Regions from separate parts of the Mus musculus genome. Here region 2 is linked to region 1. Evidence: chromatin contacts called from public promoter capture Hi-C data. All regions are on one chromosome and are shown on one strand. The core of a region is the stretch at or near the end of the contact, and the rest is flanking DNA. Distances in the headings are between cores, read along the strand shown. Region 1 holds the start of Wfdc5 (WAP four-disulfide core domain 5). Region 2 overlaps Gm36090 (a long non-coding RNA gene).

Evidence for each region. Promoter capture Hi-C pulls out the DNA fragments that hold promoters and counts their contacts.
Region 2: a contact with region 1 is called in a promoter capture Hi-C map of the C10 cell line, with 4 times the contacts expected there. The contact joins the enhancer-like site here to the promoter of Wfdc5 in region 1. A contact is called at or near these places in 11 of 39 promoter capture datasets (the 3T3-L1 cell line, 3T3-L1-derived adipocytes, the C10 cell line and 6 more), 1 of 484 Hi-C or Micro-C datasets (embryonic stem cells) and 1 of 9 other capture datasets (pancreatic islet).

What each region holds. Positions count from the first base shown.
Region 1 is chr2:164,180,263-164,186,521 of GRCm38.p6, forward strand. Wfdc5 (WAP four-disulfide core domain 5) reads right to left here and starts at 2,480. Exons shown (of 4, transcript NM_145369.3): 1 at 2,307-2,480. The coding sequence starts at 2,391. It overlaps A730032A03Rik (a long non-coding RNA gene), which reads left to right. Exons shown (of 4, transcript XR_003954086.1): 2 at 5,996-6,062.
Region 2 is chr2:164,539,340-164,545,860 of GRCm38.p6, forward strand. Gm36090 (a long non-coding RNA gene) reads right to left here. Exons shown (of 6, transcript XR_375205.4): 2 at 2,951-3,205; 3 at 1,787-1,908. Among named protein-coding and RNA genes, the nearest start is that of Gm36090, 6.8 kb to the right of the region's middle. Within about 2 kb of position 1,477, at least 16 of the 459 cell types and tissues checked have an H3K27ac peak or open chromatin away from gene starts, as enhancers often do.

The sequences.
Region 1 (6,259 bases), core at 1,230-3,729:
ACCTTCTTCCCACTCTGTCCCTGCCTGGGCACTGGTTGTGCACATAGTAGGTGGTCCTTTGCTCCTGCATTGTCAGCTTTAGTTCCTAAACTGGTGGTTGAAGTCGAACTGCTGCCCCCTGCTGGAAAGTAAGCTGCTTAGCTGTTTGGGGAGGAAGACGGGTTCTGTTGGGGGGGGGGGGGGAGGGGAGAGAGTGATTGGAGACTATCTACCTACAGACCAGGATTTAATACCAAGCTCACATCCCATTACAGAGGTGCTCAGGCCTTGGAGAGTGGGCCGAATGGAGCTGTCTGAATTCTAATCAAGGAAGTTGAGTCTTGTGTGTGGGTGGGTGTGTGGGTGTGTGGGGTGGGGTGGGGGGAGTGCATGTGTGGGGAGTGCAGCATAGATTGCAACACAGAGGAAGGGGAATTGCTGCAGGAGGACCCCAGGGTTGGGCTTCAAGGATCAGACTGATAGGGAGCGAACAGAAAGTTGGCATTCTAAGTGAGACAAACTGTCGGTGCCACAATGTGGAGACACAAAGTCTGGACTGGACAGAGAGGTGTGCAGGGCTCTGAGTGCACACTACCATGGTCACTCTCCTAACCTTCCCTCCACACCCAGGTTTCCTACTTGTGACACATTCTCTGTGACACACACACACACACACACACACCCCACAGCTGATATGTAGACTCCATACCTGTGTGGCAGCCATCCATGGGCACGGTTAAGCTGGTGAAGTCAGGGGCATGGCACACCGCACCCTGAATACATACACAGATCTCTAAGTGGAATTACTCAACTGCCAACACCCTGGCATTTGAATGAGGAGCATAGGATCGTATAAACAAAAGTGGCTGAGCCTCCACTGGGACGAGCTAATGCTCTCCTTCCCTCAGCCCCACTGCCTTCTGCCAGTGTCTGAAGTTCTACCGAGAGCCAGGCAGATGCCTCACGGGAGAGAAACCAGGAAAGGATGGAATGACATGAACGGGTATTGGTTAGGATGTCACACCTGGCCAGGTAGAGCAGGCTCGGGCTCTGGTGGAGCCAGGTCTCACCCTGGGTGTGGTGTCAGGACTGTTCTCCTAGGACCCCTCAGTTGCTCCCCCGAATCTCCACATATGCTACACTTACAGCCATGTCTGACATTTATCCTTCAAGGCCCCATTTACTCATGAGAGGAAAGTGTGGACCCCGTTTCACGGGAGTGAGTTGCTGAAGGGAACCTTTCTGACTCACAAGTACTACCGTCAGTTACCACGTTTGATACTGTCTTGGTCTTCGGCACTGGAAGTTGGTTAAGCAGTATGCCTTGGTTTGCTTACCAGTAAAATGGGGGTAAAAACAGTGCTGGCTCACGACACCGTAGTGAAGACTTGTGGGTGATGGCTGAGTGGGTTACAGTCCACAAAAGGTCTGACCTTGGAACCTACTAGCATCCTTTCTTCCTCCACGTGGGAGGAAGCCTTCTCCTCTGTGCCTCCGAGGAAGGCATAATCCAGGCTAAAGGGAATGGGTGCCACGTAAATCCCGCTACCTCCATCTACCTGTACCGCACAGGCTGCCCCAGTCTTGGAGGACGGGTTCTGTCCCCATTTGTATACTTGTCCCCTAAAGCAGGGCTAACTCTCCAAAAGTGAATGTAGGTCAAAGCCCAGCAGCCTCAGAGGAGGATGGAGGGATGGCCTCGCCTTCGCAGGGAGGCATCTGTGGAAGAACCCTTATGCCTCCCTCACTGTCAACAAACCAACCCGAGCTTCATCAGGGATGGGAATGGACTGAAGCTGGAGAAAGGAACAAGAGAGACAAAGGCAGAGATTCCTCCCATCAGACCCCAGATCCCAGCAGCCACACTCTTTACTTAGCCCCCAAGTCCCTTCTACAATCCCCATTGGTGGAATCACATGATGTTTTCCCCATACGGGGAGGCACGGTGACACATGCATCCTGTCTGTAAGCTTGGGCACAATAACCATGTGTCTATAGAGGTCTGCTCAGACAGAAACGAAGGCACCTATGTACACAGAAACAGCTGAGTGTCCTTAAAAACATTCGGGTGTGAATGTAGGCACAGGCAAGTTGACAGGTAAAGACCCAAGCACGAACAAGCCTGATGCAAAATGCAGGTTCCTGGGAGCACTGAGACAGACAGACAGACGGATGGACGGACGGACGGACGGACGGATAGTAAGACACACACACATACACACACACACAACACACACCCCACTTATCACTGGCTCTCCCACAGCCCCCCACTCTCCACAGAAAGGCAGAAGCCACCTGCTCAGAGCACAGGGATTCATGACACTCACCTCCCTTCTTTCTACACAAGGCAACAGGCAAGTGAGTCTCCAAAGCCAGGAGGACTACCAGGAGGAGGGAGCTCTGGACTCTCATGTTTCTTTCGTGGCACCCAATAAGCTCAGAGCTCAGAGGCCCCCAGATTAACATTTACAGTCTCAGAGATGCCAGAGCAGTTGAGTCAGCAGAAGAGGACTAGAGGGTGACCAGGGTGGCTTGTGCTTCCCGGATCTGGGTCCCTCCCACCCTCCTACCCTCCCACCCCTGCCTGATGTCCTTAGGGCAAGGGGTGCTTGTGAAAGAGCTGGTAGCAAAGGTTCCTTGTGTTAGGGACATGGATCTAGTTCTGCCTGTATTGCTGACTTGGCCTCTGAGTGTTGGGTAAGTCTTGCCCGTCTCTGGGGCTCAGTCTTCTCATCTATATTGTGGGGAGAGGAAGAGAGGGGTCATAATGAAAGCCACACAGAGAGACTTTTTCCTTTAAGGCACGTGGCCGGCTCTGCCTGGGAATGTGAACCTCGGCCTTCTCCACCCTCTGCCTGACTACAGCCATCTGGAACATCTGGTAGAACCAGGCCGGTTTGTTGTGCTCAGAGAATGAAGATGTGCTAGGATATGACACTGACTTCTTGTTTTGTGAATACGCTTACTAAGAATGAAACTCTTCTATTGATTCCCTTTGGCCACTAATCCTGTTAATCCCGACTACCCACCCAACCCCTGTACTGGGGATTAAACCCAGGGCCTCTCAAGTGCTAGGCAAGTGTTCTACCACTGAGTTGCATTCCTGATCTCTTTAACTTTTTAAGTTTTGAAACCAGCCACACCTTGCTGAGTTCCCTAGGCTGATTAGTGTACTTGCTGCTCGGTAGCTCAGTCCGTCCCCTGAGTTGGGATGTTCCTGCCTCAGTTTTCCCGAGAAGCTAACCATGCATCATTAGGCCCAGCCTAGCTCCTTGCCCTTACTGCTTGGTAGCAAGTGAGCGCTTCGTGCCAGGGGAAGCCCTCGTCTCCCCTGCCTTCTTTAGACCATTAAGCCAGACTCTGAACTCCAGGATCGTATTTCCTAAGACTCAAAGTCCTTTTTGCTTCTGTACTTTCTGTGTTCGGCTTGATTGACGGCCTGCAGGATGGTGTTTGAGTGAGGTATTTGCTTTCCCAACTCTCTAAGGTCTTGAAGCTCTCACAGTGTCTTGGAGGAGGGGCGGGAATCAGCACGATTGGCAAGGAATGGTGCCAAAAAATGGGGACTGCAAAGTGCCAGGGTTGGGGTTTCTTTCTGGAGAAGTTGGCTCAGGTTGGCATGGTGAATGAAGCCAGGCTTAGCCTTTCATCTTGGGACCCTGTGGATAGAAGAGCGACAAAGATTCGTGAGGAGGGCACTTTCAAAGGTACCTAGTGGCACTGCCCTTTGTCTGGGCTGGCTTGGCTATACAACATGGCTCCGGGTTGGCTAAATTCTCTGGCTAGAATCAATGCAGGAGTTACTGAGACCCCCTTCCTCGGCCTCTTTTACCCAGCCACCCACCTGTAGGGTTGTGTCTGCCTCTGCTGCAGGGCACAGCCGCTTGGGGAGGGAGAACTCAGGGAGTTTGACCCACATGTTTATCCTACACCACCTCCAGGGCGGGTGCTTGGCTGTAGGGAAGCGCTGAGGTACTGCTCCTGGGGTAGGAAAGCACCCACCCTCAGTTTTACATCTGTGGTGTTTGCTCCACGAATCGTGGAAGAGGGTAGCTGAGGCTTAGCATCCCATGGGGGACCCAAATGGAAACTTCAGAGCACAGGGCTCCATCAGTACTGGGACAATCAAGGCCCTGCCCCAAGCTCTCCCAAAAGATGAGCAACCTGTTAGCCAGAGATGGGAGTGGACTGCTCCATCATCACACACCTAGTTCCTCGGTATTAAAAGCAGGAGGACATCATGTGATCCTGAGAAAGGATCAGAGCTTGCCTCACTTGCCCCTCCCAGTCTGCGGCAGCCCAGCAGGAAGGGCGTGGCTTCAAGCTGAATCTTTTATACAGTTTGCTAAGCCCCTGGGAAAAGGGGCCGTTGTGTAGGGGCTGTTGATATTTTGGGATTTTGGCACATTCTTGGTAGCTTTATTTTGGTGGGGAGTTTTTAATGGGCTACGTTTCCCCCACAGATTGTACACATCCATCGATAACATGCTAGTCCACTGAAGACTATTTTGTGGACAATTCTCCTGTGCTGTGAAGTGTTTTGTAAACACCACGCCTTCTGAGGCTAAGTCCACGTGATCCGCTCTTTCCTGTAAGAAGTCTGATCTTTCATTTTTGTGAAGAAAGACATGACAATAATCCCACTATGTAGTTTCGAAGTCACATCTCAGACACTTTTTCAAATTTTGTTTAAATGGAAATACTAAGTCAAAGAACATAATAATAAATTTCTTCAGGCTGCAGATATGCCTGGTCAATATTCATTTCAGAAGTCAAAAGGAATATGGGAGCCTCCAACTGTCAGGCATAGACATCTGTCCATCCTGTCTGCTCAGGACATCTGTCCTTGGTCGATCCTAAGCCTCCTGCCCCAGCTTTTTAATTCTGGTTGGCGGCCACAGTGTATTTCTCCTGACACAGGTGAAAGTGCTGGACCCAAGTGAAACCCATAAGATTCAGTTGTTCTTGCCCTCCACCCACCCACCCCTCCCTCTGAGTCCTAGGCAGAGAAAGCCCTGCTCACACAGCACACTCCAGAGATCTATTGCTGCCACTCATGGCCAGATCTTTCCTGGACACACCCAACACAGGATATTAAAAAAAAAAAAAAACCCAACTAAATAAAACTCCCACTAGTGGAAAGTTTCTCATCTTAATTGGCTTTCCTTGGAATATTGGTGGGGATAAATACTTCTCATATGTTTCCACAGGCTATTTTACCCCCTTTGTGAATAGCTTGCTTTCATATTTTATTAAGTTTTGCTGGATGGCTTCTTATTTTTATTTTTGAGCTAGACTGGTGTGTGTGTGTGTGTGTGCGTGTGTGTGTGCACGTGCGTGTGTGTGTGTGCGTGTGTGTGTGCACGTGCGTGTGTGTGTGTGCGTGTGTGTGTGCACGTGCGTGTGTGTGTATGTGTGCGTGTGCACATGCGTGTGTGTGTGCGTGTGCACGTGCGTGTGTGTGTGCGTGCGCACATGCGTGTGTGTGTGTGTGCACATGCGTATGTGTGTGTATGCGTGTGTGTGTGTGTGCATGTGCGTGTGCACGTGCGTGTGTGTGTGTGTGTGTGTGTGTGAGAGTGGTAGAGGTAAGGGAGCAGCTGCTGGATCTGTGCTGGGACAACAAACCTGGTTTTGAATTTTAGTGTTACCGAGCTCTACTTGAACTTTGATAACCCCAGCTGTTCTTCTGTAAGAGAGACCGAGATAATATGTATCTTATAAGCCAGTTTTGAGAACAGAATTCATTTGATAAGTGATGATGATTATTCTAATTCTCTATTTCAAGTGACTCTTTCTTTTTGGGGAGGAGGACTTGTACCAAAGATTTAAATTTTAGGATAATCAAATCACCGTTTCCACTTATATCTGCTTCCTTTATTTGAATATCATTCAGTTGTACGAATGAAAAGATTTCACTATGAGACTTCCATAGATGCATATAATGTATGTACTTTGATACTGTGTTGACCTTTCTCTCTTTATAAAAAGGTTTCTTTATCTTTATTTTATGCAGATGCATGTTTCGCTGGTGTGAATGTATGTACTTCACGTGACCTCAATGCCTGAGGAGTCAGAAGAAGGTACAGGATTCCCTGGACCTGGAGTTACAGGAGGTTGTGATATACTCCACAGGGGCTGGAAATTGACTTGAACCTGGGTTTTCTGCCTGGACAAGTACTCTAAATGGCTGAGCCATTTCTCAATTTTTTTTAGCTCACAGTTTACAGTCCATCGTGGGACAGTCAAGGCATGCGGATGGAAAAGTCAAGACAGATGC
Region 2 (6,521 bases), core at 227-2,726, 360 kb after region 1:
ACCATTTGCTTGAACCTCAACAGGTGGTCAGAGGCCTTCTTTCTGCTGACTCCACACTTCTATCATGGGTTACTGAATTCACTGGGCATGGACTCCAACATCATCATTCTTTTTCCTCCTCCTCCTCCTTCTCTTCCTCCTCCTCCTCTTCTTCTTCTTCCTTCTCCCTCCCCCTCCCCCTTTTTCTTCCAGGCTAGGTGGAGAATATTTCCCCTCGCTGCATGTCTCTCAATATCTCTCCACATACCCAGTGAGTTCAGGTGCTATTTCCTCTGCGTGTTCATTCCCAAGGCAGGTGGAATAGCCTCCTTCATCTCTCATCTCCTTCACCTGCCCTAGGGTTCCTGAAAAACCCTTCAAACCAACATTCTCCATCAAGTCTCAGGGGCAGGGCTTATGTCTTAATTATGGCTCCATCCCTAACACCAGGTCCTCGGTAGGATTCACGTTTGCCCAGTGACTCAAAGGTCCACTGTGCTCTCCGGAGCCCTGGAGGTGAGCACGTTGGTTTCTCCTTCCTTTAGACTTCAGGCTTTAGGACCTTGAGTCTTCCTTTGTTATTAGACCTGGGTGTTCACTAGCTCTCCAACAGCTGCAGCCCCTAGCTGAGCCTTGACCCTAGGCACAGGAGGAGGGATGCTTTTCAGAACCAAGCAAAAGGGTGCTTGTTCTTCAACATCTCCAATTGAGCCATCCAGCCAGTTATGACTGGCACGTGCTAGTAATCCCAACACTCAGCAGGCTGGAGAAGGATGATGATGAGAATAAGTGCAGCTTGGGCTATAAAATGAGACTCTGGGGGAGGGGGGAGATTTCAAAAAGCAAATAACAACAACTAAAAAACCCAAACCCGGCTGGTGAGATGGCTCAGCAGGTAAGAGCACCCGACTGCTCTTCCGAAGGTCCGGAGTTCAAATCCCAGCAACCACATGGTGGCTCACAACCATCCATAAAGAGATCTGACTCCCTCTTCTGGAGTGTCTGAAGACAGCTACAGTGTACTTACATATAATAAATAATAAATAAATCTTAAAAAAAAACAAACCCCAAACCATTGAATATAGGACATATCCCTAGCATCTCATTCCAGTATTTTTTTTTTCTCTATCCCACAGCCACCGCCTCAGCAGCTCCTATCCTATCACTAACCACACAGCCTGTTGACATTCCTCTGATTCTATCTGAGGAGTGCATCAGAACCAAGCTCCTTCATCACCCACCTTCTCCCCTGACCCCGTGCCTCCCACCCCGTGCCCCCCACCCCCTCCGCCCCAGCCCCTGGCCCCATCTCTCCTTCCATGACTTTTTTTTTCTGCTTCATCTCAAAATGTCAGAAAGCCCTCTGATCTCCAAGTGTTTACATTCTCTGAGCTGCTGGGATAATTCCCAGCTCAGCTCCCCAGAAAGCCCTGCCTGACTTTCTGGTGAGTGCTTCACTTCACTGCCTTTTGGTCCCTCCCCCTACAAGGAGCATAGAATCTTATTCGGTCTGTGTTTGTCCCCACCCAGGGTGGCAAACTCCTAGAGGCCAACATCTGTGTCTCTAGTACACAGAGGGCACACACCAGTGTGGGTTAGAGACTCCTTGGGTTTGTTTCCTGAGTCCCTAGGCTTGGGAGCCATAGCAGGAGGTGAACTCACTAGCTCAAGCCCTGTTCTATGAGAGCCCTCAGGCCATTGGAGAAAGCAGCCATTTAAATGTAATTGCTGGTTCTGTGATGAGTGATGCTGTTTGGCAAGCTGTTTGGCAAGAGGTAGAGACTGAGGCAAGTCACACACACCTTACCTGCAGGATCAGGACTGGACCTGAGGGCTCCACTTCTCATTCAATTCATCAAAAAGACCTGAGGCTGTTGCCAGGAGAGGAAGCCAGGAGCTGGGCCAACCCCGCTGGAGCTTCCAGAGAATCTGCGGAAACGATTTGAACTGAGCACACACAACAGTGGTTTCCGTTATGGCTTGAATGGTAGCCTCCCCGTCCCTGGCTTTCATTTTGAACTTCAGGAGCTCAGAATGATACCTTATTCAAAGCGATGTTTATGGGGGAGGGAATCAGGTGGAATTGTAGTTCCGGAGTGGGCTTTAGTCCAATCAGAATGGAGCCCTTATACAAAGAGGACTCGAGGCTGACATGCATCCAGGGAGGGCAGCGGTGAGGATGCAGCCAGAGATGGGGGATGGGGGTGGTGGGGGTGGTGATGGACCTTTACATCCAGAGATAGCAATGTTTGTCAGCAAGCCACCAGGAAATAGGTGGTGGTGGGTGGGGGAGAGACAAGAAACAAGACTCCTCACAGACATCTGAAGGAACCAGCTCTGCCACATCTTGGTCTTGACTCTCCAAAGGAAAGTGAAGGAGAGTAAGTTCCTATTGTTTAAATTTCCCTGTTTATGGAATTTTGTGACAGCAGGCTTAGGGAACTGGTAACTCTCTACATGACCTCGGAAAGCATCGAGCCATGGAAAACCTGACCATGGCTTAAGTAAGTAGAGAGTCTAATTGTCTTGTGTATGAAGCAGTCTGGCACACGCGATCCTCATTTGGCATCTTTCTTGATAGGACCCAGTGATGTCCAGCTCACAATGATTCCCTGTTCCTGCTTGTCACCTTATGGTTGGTCACACAACAGCTGGTCTTTACACATTATGCCTCTGTTCCCAATAAAATGGAGGTGCTTTAATACTTCCTTTCTGTGATTTTTTTTTTCACATCTTTATTTGGAGGTGGGCAACCCTCACTAGGACATACAGCCTGTGTTCCATGGGCAGAGCTGTGAGCCATGAACAACCTCAGCTTCAGAGAGCTGATGATGCCCAGCTTTTCTGCAGGGTACTTGTTGCTACTGCCCAAAATGAGGCTCTGTGTGTATGTGTGTGTGTGTGTGTGTGTGTGTGTTAGTTTACACTGAGAGTGGGGAGTTTATAAAGAAAGAGTGTTATCTTGACTCACACTCTGGATGATAGAAATCCTGAGATCAGACAGCTGCACGTGGGCATTCAGCCCACATGGAAAGGAGTGATTCCAGGGAAAGGGGTGGACCACATCAGGCTTTCTGGCTTCTCACGGCTCAGCTGCTCGCTCCCATGGATTAATCCAGTCCTGCTTGAGGAGTGTCCCCTGCTAAGAGAGCAGCACTGATCGTCTGAATGACTTGCTGTTGCGGGATATCTGAACACACCATGAACCCCAAGATCGTGTTATTTACTGGAAAAAGGAAAAAAAAAAAGCTGTTTTTCTTGCTGTAGCATGGCTCAGCCCCCAGCACACACCTTTAATCTTCCTGGCTGGAATACAGACACACCTTTAGTGCATACCTCTAATCCCAAACAACAAAGTAAAGTTAGTTTGTAGCCAGGCACTAGCTCAGGTCGGTCACTGATAGGCTGACAGGTCTGGATCATTAGGAACTGTCCAGCCTGGCAGGCAGCCCACGCATGCAACCTCACTGCGCATGCTCATGCTCGGGCAAGGCAGTAAACAAGTGGGTTTCACGGGGCCTACGGCCACACCCACTTCCCGCAAGTTTGTAGAAGGAAGCATCCATGTTTGAAAGTGTTGTCTAATTGAGTGGCAGACAAAGTGATGAATCAGGGAAAGATTTGACAGACTAGGATCTGCCCAACTGAGAGAGGAAAGGGAAACTACTTAAGAGAGCAGACAGAAGAAAGAAGAGGCAGGCAGTCTTACTGGGGCAGTGGTACAGAGACAAGTTGCAGAAAGAGAGCATTTCAGACGCAGGTAAAGATAGAACAAGCCAGAGAATGAGAAAGAACCAGAAGATTAGAACAGATTGCCAGTTAGAAAGAGGCCAAGCAGAGCAATTAAGTCAGAAACTCAGAGAAGCTAGACTGTATCAGTCAGCTTGGAGAAGAGTTTGAGTCAGAAGAGATGAGGTGACCAGCCAGGCAAAGATTAGAAAGAACTAGAATGGGGCAAGCTCATTCACCAGCAAGGACAATGAAAGTTACTTTTACGACTTACACATCTTAAAAAGTCTTGGTTCCCATTACTGCATGAGTGTGATGTATGTATGTGGTTTGTGCCACAGTCAAGGCAGGCTTGTGAAGTTGGTCCTCTTCTGCCTTTACCTGGATTCTGAGGATGGAAATCAGGTCTCGACGCCTGTGGAGCAAGTTCCTTTCCCAGAGGAGCCATCTTGCTGGACTAATCTAACATCTTTTACAGCTCGACTGTGGATAGCTTTGGGGGTTGCTTGGCAGCAGTCTGACATTGGCCAAGGACAAGGAAATGGGCTTCATGCAGGAACCTGACATTAGACCATGGCAAGGAAGTAAGCTCAGGCAGGAATCTAGTTTTGGGTGGACCAAAGAACTAGGCTTCAGGCAAGAATCTGATTTGAGGCTAGGACAGGAAAGTAGGCTCAGATATTTTGGCCATCCTGATAAGCCCTTAAAAACAGAGACCTCAAGGGAGTGATCACAGGACTTTGTGCCTTGCTTGTTTCACAACCTAGAGCTGACTTTAATACTTGCATGTAGTTAAAATGGTATAAAAGCAGATTGGTAAAAAATTAAACCTGCCTCAGTCTCAGAGCTGGCTTGGCCACTCCACATCATCTCATTGCTAATGGGTTGTGACTGAACTTTGGAGGGAAAGACCTCAAGTCATAGCACTAAGGAATGTGTGCTCAGAAGTGCAGCGGTTGAGGTAGGTGCCTGAGGCTGTCTATTATGTCAGACTCCCATGGAGACAAACCCAGAAATCAACACACACACAAATATGTCCTGGGCACGAAGAGCTGGTAGGGTGTGAGTGAACTAGCCTCTTAGGTCTAGGACTGAGGCTTCTTTAGACTAACTCCAGGCAGGCTCAGGTTCCAAGAGCTCTGGTGAAAAGAGCAGAAACCGCCCTTTCTGAGCTTTTGTGAGAAAGCTCCATCATTTACTTGTACTGCTCTGTACTAAGCTACTTGTACTAAGCTCTGTTAGTTGAAGCAAAAACCTCCTTCAGCCAAGCAAAGGAGAGACACCGTTTCTCTCTTCTGCCTCCCCTCCCTCCCTTCTCCCCCCGCCCCCCACTCCTTTCCTCCACCTCTCCCTCTGGGTCTCCCTCTCTCCTTCCCTCCCTCTCTTTTCCTTCCTCCCTTCTTCCCACCCTCTGTCCCTTCCCCTCTCTCTCTCCTTCTCTTCTCACTCCCTCCCTCCCTCCCTCCCTCCCTCCCTCCCTCCCTCTGGCAATGTCTCATATATCCCTGGTTGGCCTCCAGCTCTCTAAGTAACTAAGGAAAGGATGACCTTGAAGTTCAAACCCTCCTGCCAAGTCTGCAGGTGAGGGTTACCACACCTGGTTTGTGTGGTGCTAGGGGTGAAACCCAAGGCCCCCTGCATGCTAGGCAAACAATCTACAAACCGCACCCTCTAGTCCTCAGCCTTCACTTCCGAAATCACTGTACATTTAATACTGTTGCATTTCAACACTCCCACATCACTCTCAGGGACAGGAGATCTCTCCCGTCCCCAGCATGCTTCCTTTTGTCAGGGCTGTGGCTTTTTCGGAAGTTCTGTGTGTCCCCAGCCTCCCCATTACAGGAAAGGGTAGCAGGATAGGCTGGTACACTGGTAACACACACAAGGAGGTAACCACATCCGTGTAACTTCACCTCAGGGTGCAGTCCAGTCAGTCAGATCTGTCTTCTAGATGTAACAGACTGACTAGGACCAAAGGCTTCCTGTTTGTTCCTTTGGCCAATAAAAGAGGTCATTAGTACCAATCCTTTGCCAAGACAACAGTAAACAAAACAAAACAAAACAAAACAAAAAATCAACCTTACAATTCTCCAGTTTTTACAGCTTCTCTCTTGTAATTTATTCTTTAGAGCAACCATATAATTTTCAAAAATTACAAACTGGATAATTTTGTAACCTCACTTCCCAATTGAAACTAGCCTATGATTCCCCATTGCATATAGAAGGTATCCCATATGGTTCAATACAGTCTTCAGGGTCGAACATAACCTTGTCCCCCCTTCCCCTACTCTCCCCTCCCTCTCCTCCTTCTCCCTTCCCTTCTCCTGCTCCTCTCTCCCTCTCTCCTTCTTTCTCTCCCCCCCCCCTTTTTGATTTTATCTCTGTCCCCTCTGTCCCAGCCATGCAAGTTTTCTGTCTGCCTCTGCACCCAGGGCTCCTCGTTTCTGGCTGGAAGTGTTTGGACTTGTTTTAACCTTTTCTCTATAACTCACAGGCCCTCCCTAGATGTCTGTGTGACAATTCGGAGCTCAGATTAAACGTCACTCTCTCAGAGAGCCTTTCCTGGATTTCTCACCTTCAGCTTACACGCACATGACTCAGACTGCTTTCTTTATGGCATTTGTTGGCGATGGGGGCTCTCACTATAATTTATCTGCTGATCTCTACAGGCCTGTGGTCCATGGGAACAGAGATCTCATATGGTTTATCTCTATGGTGTTTGTACTGGCTAGTTTTGTGTCAACTTGACACAGCTGGAGTTACCACAGAGAAAGGAGCTTCAGTTGAGGAAATGCCTCCATGAGATCCAGCTG